Linked DNA regions of Sus scrofa: region 2 is linked to region 1. The links are chromatin contacts, called in public Hi-C maps. All regions are on one chromosome and are shown on one strand. Each heading gives the region's core, a stretch centred on a gene start, on an enhancer-like site or on the middle of the called end of the contact. The rest is flanking DNA. Distances are from core to core; before and after follow the strand shown.

The links. Hi-C and Micro-C count contacts between places; a contact is called where the count stands out from the background.
Region 2: a contact with region 1 is called in a Hi-C map of liver, with 6 times the contacts expected there. The contact joins the promoter of SLC50A1 here to the promoter of HCN3 in region 1. A contact is called at or near these places in 2 of 47 Hi-C or Micro-C datasets (liver and skeletal muscle) and 1 of 2 datasets of contacts at active chromatin or transcription factors (alveolar macrophages).

Annotation. Positions count from the first base shown.
Region 1 is chr4:94,558,687-94,561,678 of Sscrofa11.1, forward strand. It overlaps HCN3 (potassium/sodium hyperpolarization-activated cyclic nucleotide-gated channel 3), which reads right to left and starts at 1,419. Exons shown (of 9, transcript XM_013997013.2): 1 at 1,375-1,419. All of the region lies in intron 1 of CLK2 (dual specificity protein kinase CLK2), which reads left to right.
Region 2 is chr4:94,664,006-94,666,997 of Sscrofa11.1, forward strand. SLC50A1 (sugar transporter SWEET1) reads right to left here and starts at 1,481. Exons shown (of 7, transcript XM_003125719.3): 1 at 1,315-1,481; 2 at 913-990; 3 at 650-773; 4 at 1-47. The coding sequence starts at 1,394. It also overlaps a transcript of EFNA1 not described here.

The DNA of each region.
Region 1 (2,992 bases), core at 169-2,668:
CGACTTATTTCAAGCCCTCAGCATTTTTTCACCCAGATTATTTCAGAAGCGTCTAAATAGGTCTCTCAACTCTCAGGCCAATTCTCCTTCCAGAGTTAACTTCCTAAATCTAAATGTAGCTATCTCACTTGCTTAATATCCTTCAAACTTCTTAGTGTTCTATAGGATTACGGTTAAATTCCTTAGAATGACAACACAAGGCCCTGCAAAATTTAGACCTCTCTTTTCAACAACCTCCCTTCTGATAGTCCCTCTCTTGAAAGCCAGGACTCCAATTCTGTTTAAACACTTCATTTTGCTTTGTCTCCAGACTTTTGTAAATACTTTCTCTGCCTAGCACTCTCCTCCAATTCACTTTCCATCCATTGGTTCAGATGTCATCTCCTCTAGGAAACCTAGAAACACATTTATAACTCTCCTTTCCCAAGCTAGGGTTGTAGTCTAGAGCTTTCTTACAGTGGCCAGGGCACCACTGTTCATAACAGCTCTTAGCACAAGGCTGCCATTATTTGTTTACAGGTCTTTCCCATTATACTATGAAGCTCTGAAGAACAGGAGCCTTGAGCCTGGCACAGTGCTGGACAGAGTAGGAACTTAATAAATGCTTTTTGAATGAACGAGGGAAAGTGTACACGGAGAAGGAAGTGAGGTTCACTTTCCTCTCCACCCCTTCATTACCCTTCAGCTTCTATTTCAAGAAACTTTTCCTAAACCATTTCTGGCCAACTGATGAAAAATTCCTTCTGACTATCCTCCACCCTGACTCCTCTCTGTTTCTTTACTTGAATATAGTTATCCTCAGGTTATTTTTCATTTTCCTAATTACTGCTCAATTCCTTCTATAACATCTGTAACTCTACCCAGTTTTTCTCGTCTTCTGCTTTTTTTTTTTAATTCACCAAATTTAGACTTATCATATATTATGTGTAGGTATATAACAAAGTTCTCAAGTGATTTCCCCTTCTTTGGCACCTGAATCTCCACCCCTCCATTTCTCAAACCTTTCCTCCAAAGCCATTACCCCCCTCCCCCATATACAGAACGTGCACCAGCTTTTGTTCAGGACAAAAGATGGGAACCCCTCTTTGCTGTGGTTTGGTAGGCGAACTGTTTCAAAAACAGGCTATGATGGAGACTCACACCTCACCACCAGGCTTCAAAAGGTTTGCGGAGCGATGACATTCCGTAAACCACAACCCCTTCCTTTCAACCTCCAAACCTAACAAAGCAAGCCACATAAGTCCCACGAAAAGGGTCAAAGATTGAGGAAGGATACGGAAGAACACCAGGCGAGGCAGCGCGAGCCCAATAAACCGCTTCCACTCTCTCCCCGCCCCCATGAGCTTCCGCCCCCAGCACCTCCTCGGCTCTCACCGGACAGCAGAGAGCTACGCTAAGACGCGAAGGCGTGCGCGGTCCTGGGGGGCGGAGCCTAGGGGTAGCTGGGAATCGACGCAGGACGTGCGTGCGTGCGTACGTGCTCGCTCGCGGTGGCGGCGGCGGCGGATCGGGGAGGCCAGAGCCGGAGACCGAGCTGGGATCGGGCCCCGGGCGGGGGCGGTGCGAGCGGCGCCAAGCGGATCCTGGGGGCGGGCACGGAGCCGGGGCGGGCGGGACTGGAACGGAGCCCGGGAACGAGGCGGGAGGTCCAGGGTCTCGGGTTGGGGGGGTGGAGCCGCACTTCGTCGCCGCGGGGGTGCCGGGACTCCGGCCGCAGTGCCGCCGCCATCACGGACTTCCTGTGGGACAAGCGCACGGGCCTCGCCGCCAGAACGGTGAGCGCGCGGGCTGGCGGGCCGCGGGGCCGCGCGGAAAGATGGCGACCGCGGGGCGGACGGGGAGAAGATTGGATTGGGGGCAAGGGACCGGGGCGAGCTTGGGGGGTGGGGTGGGGCTGAGACGTGCGAAGTGGCAGAGGTGAGGAGTAGGAAGATGAGGTGGAATGTCGCCCTGTCTTAGATGCATTGGTAAAGACCAATAGGAAAGTTAGGAGGGACCAAAGTAGGAGAAGGGGTGATGGAGTAAAGATAGGAGTGGTTGCAAAGATGAGAAAGAATAGAAATCTCAAAAGTTGGGCCAAAGCTGGAGAGGTTGGAAGACACCACCATGTCACTTGGAGGCTGTGGAAAGAGTTTGACTCTAGGAGTTAGTTCTGGATTTTCTAAGTGAGAAAGAGAGGAAAAGATTAGAAGTGGAGAAAGATTGTAAGCTGGAGATAGTTGGGGGGGAGGGTTGGAAGGAGGAAAGCCTGTGAGGGACTTTGGTGGCACTGTGTATGTAGTGAGATGACATGTGCGTGGCTGTGTTAAGCAAGGTTGGGTTATCGGGGAGAATCTTGTACTTGCGTCTTCTTGGCTTCCTGCAAGCCCTTTTACGCCTGGAATGAATCAAATGCCACCCTTCTCTTCAATTTGAGAAGTAGCTCAGAATGGAAGCCAGATGTTGGAATCATTAAGCCTTTTCCACACCTAATCCTACCACTGCCACCCCCAACAAGGTGCACCTCTGTCCCTGGCCCATGTACTTTCATTCTGCCCTGTAAGTCTCATCTTATTGGTTCCTGACAGTAATTTTCTTTCCTTGAAGGAAAAAAGAATTAGTGCACCCTGCCATTCCAATTCCAGTAACTGGAAGGTGGCCGGCTTTTAGCCAGGCAGTACTGATAATAATTAAAAAGCAGTTATTCGGTACTTCCTAACCCAAAAGGGAAGGGGCTGGGTGGAAAGCTGACTGCAGCTTGGGGCCTCCTGGATTAAAACCATTTAAGGACGATTTGGCCATTGATGTGAGAAATGTTCAAGGGGCCAGACCCAGATCCCTGGAACTTGCTTGTGTTTGGTATATATACTATAAGTGGAAAGCTGGAAAACTGGATTCTTACCCTCAGGATATAGATGGCCTAGTTGGGGAGATAAGATACACTAATGATTGTAAAACACCATAATAGCATATAGTGAAGCATTATTCATTATAGTAAAGCACAATAGCGAAT
Region 2 (2,992 bases), core at 231-2,730, 110 kb after region 1:
AGGACAAGGACCACCAGCAGGGTTGCAGTCTGAAGGAGCACAGCACCCTGCAGAGGAGAGAGTAGCCTTACCTCTGGAGGTGCCTGGAGCCCTTTCTGACACTGCTGCTGGAATTAATTCATCCTGCCCTCTCCCATGCTCCAGTGAGGGAGCCACCCATTGTCTAAGCCTCCTGTATTGCACATGTCACAGCCTCTTTCCTACCAGTGACTGTAGCACATATCTGATCCCCCCACCATACTGAAGGTGTCTAGGGGAGGGAAAAGTATATCTTTTTTGTTGTTTGGTTTGGTGAGCTTGCTACACAGAGTAGGAGTTTAATGCTTGTGTGAATGAGGAAGCAGAGCTAATCATCTCACTCTCAGCCACTGGCCTTGGCTCTGAAGGAAACATGGAGACAAAAAAAATCCCTTTCACTCTGTTGGGCAGCAAGGCACTATCAGGCTAGGCAGAGCTATTGGCCTTGCCAGAATGGGGGACCATATGTGCATCCCAGAAGGCTAGCCTCATGGAGGAAGGAGGACTGCAAGGCTGGAGGGGTCTTCCAGGAAAAGGTGGCAGTGCCAACCTGTTACAGTCTTCTAGGAAGCAGTGTTTGCCTTGCCAGTAAGGCAAGGCAGGGCGTGCAGCAGAGATGAAGGGCCTCTACCTTCCGATGGCAGTAGTGCAGATACACCAAGATATACAGGGTCTGAAGCACAGCACCCACAGCATTGACGACGATTAGCGTCCCGTTTCCCTTCAAGGCCCCATAACTCAGCCAGCCCAGATTGCTGCAGGGTGGAGGGGAGGGACATTCGTCCGCAGGGTGGAGGGTGGGCGGGGGACCCGAGGGGCCTCCTCCACATTCCTCCTTACCCCTCCCCAACCTCCCTCAGAAGCCTTTCCCGACGCAGGCATCGCCCCTCTCACTTGGCATCCGTGGTGAGAAAGGGCAGGAACTGGACACTGTCCACGCTCCGGGTCATCCGCATGTGCTTGAGGTCCGAGCTGTAACGGGGCCCCGAAAGGTAGGGGGGAGAGGTGGAACGGGAGAACCAGGCTGCCGGGGCGTCAAGATCCCCGATGCCTGTCATTTTCCCCGGACAACTGCAGACGCCGCCCCCCCCCCCCCGGGTCCCGCCCTCAGCATCCTGGCCTTCTCCCTCAGGTTAAGTGACTGGCCTCGCCCCTGTCCCCCGGCCCCCTCGACCCGATTCCACTTTGACTCTAGGTTCCGGATGCAGCCTGAGGCTGCCGCCACGTCTCTGTCCCCTGTTTCTCCTCTCCCGATTTCCTGGTCCTGCCCCAGCCCAGCCCGTCCACGCTTCTCACAGGCCGGTGGAGAACATGCCGAGGGTGAAGAGCACGCAAGCTCCGGAAAGGAGCGAGTCCGCCAATCCGCCCGCCTCCATCCCTCCCCGAGCCGGATCTCGCGCTCTGCGCTGGACACCAGCTTGCGGGATCCTGAGCCCGCGACGCCGGAGCCCCGCCCCTCCGCGCCCCCGGCCCCGCCCCTGCGCCCTCGGCCGTCCCCCCCGGAAATTAAACCGGAACCCGGCCCACCCCTAGGACGTCAAGCAGGAACTCAGGCCCCGCCCCTCCGAGCGCCCGTCCCGCCCCCACCCGCCTGGCTGTCGGCTCGTGGGTTTGCGGGGGTTCAAGTTGCTCTCTTTTCCCGCCGGTCTCCTTCCTAAGGTTTGGCGTATTTGTCCCCGGGACCAACCGCTCCACACTCTCTGCTGACCCCCTGGATCCCTAGCCCCCCAGCCTCAACTCTTTCCCACAGGCCCGAAAGCCTACGTGGTAGAACTCCAAAACAGCAGCTTGCTAGGCAGACTTCGACACGCTCCCCAGGCAGAGCCCCGGCTCGGAATTTCAGTTGCCCAGAGCTTGGGAGATTTTTTTCCTCATTTGCTGAAGCCTCTTTCCGGTCTTTTCCCTAAATAACAGGGATTGCCAGGAATCACCGAGTCTTTGTGAGCTGCCCTCCCCCTTCAGCCACACTGCCAACTTTCCGTGACTTGGCCAACCCACTGGCCAAGCGTGTATCACTGACCCCCTAGTCCAACCGACTTGCTGCTGGGAACTTTCCCTCCCAGCCTCCCACACACGGCAGCCTCCGCTGGCGGGGCTGTGGGGCGGGCCACATGCCTCAGCTGGCGTTCCCCTGAGCGGCTGCTCTGACTCACCCTGCAGAATGAGTACCTGAACAGTATGCCAAAGCCCAGCGCGGAGAGGGTGGGAGTGGGGCAGAGGTTGGACAGAAAGAACTTCCAGAGTGGGGAGCAGGCTAGGGCCTGAGACATTCTCGTGGGGAGCACTCCTGTCCTGGACAACCCTCAGGGGAGGAAACACCTCACCCTTTTGGGTGAGTGAGGAGCAAATTCAAACCCAGTTCCTACTGGTATAACACAGAGCCTAGCAAATAGCAGGGACTTAAATCAGGATGGAGGGGCAAAAAAGCAAGTCTGAAAAACCAAACACATCACTTTATTTTGAGACAAAGAACACAGTATAAAAAAGTTCCAGTTGTAGAAATCAGCACAGACACAGAAAGTTCATATGCAGATTCTGTACATGTGGGCCCTGCCCCTCAGGCTTTAGTCTAGGCACAGACTGTGTGTGTGTGGGCCCTGCCCTTACAGATACACCTTAAGACCAGGTTGGCACAGCCCCCCTGCTGGCACAGCTCTGGGAAATGCTGCCCCAGGATGGGAGAGGATGCAGTGCCTGGCTACAAACCTCTCTGTGACAGCGCCACAGAGGACAGTCCTGGGAGAGATGCTGGGTTAGCCCAAGCATGCTGCTTCTCCTGTCCTTGGCTCAGCCACAGCACTACTGGATCCGAGCCGCATTTGTGACCTACACCACAGCTTGCAGCCACGCCGGATCCTTAACCCCCTGAGCGAGGCCAGAGATCTAATCCACATCCTCACGGACACTTATGTTGGGTTCCGTCTTGTTTTTCCTTCAGTCAGTTCATCTGGCCATCGTGGCTCTCTCTGGGAGG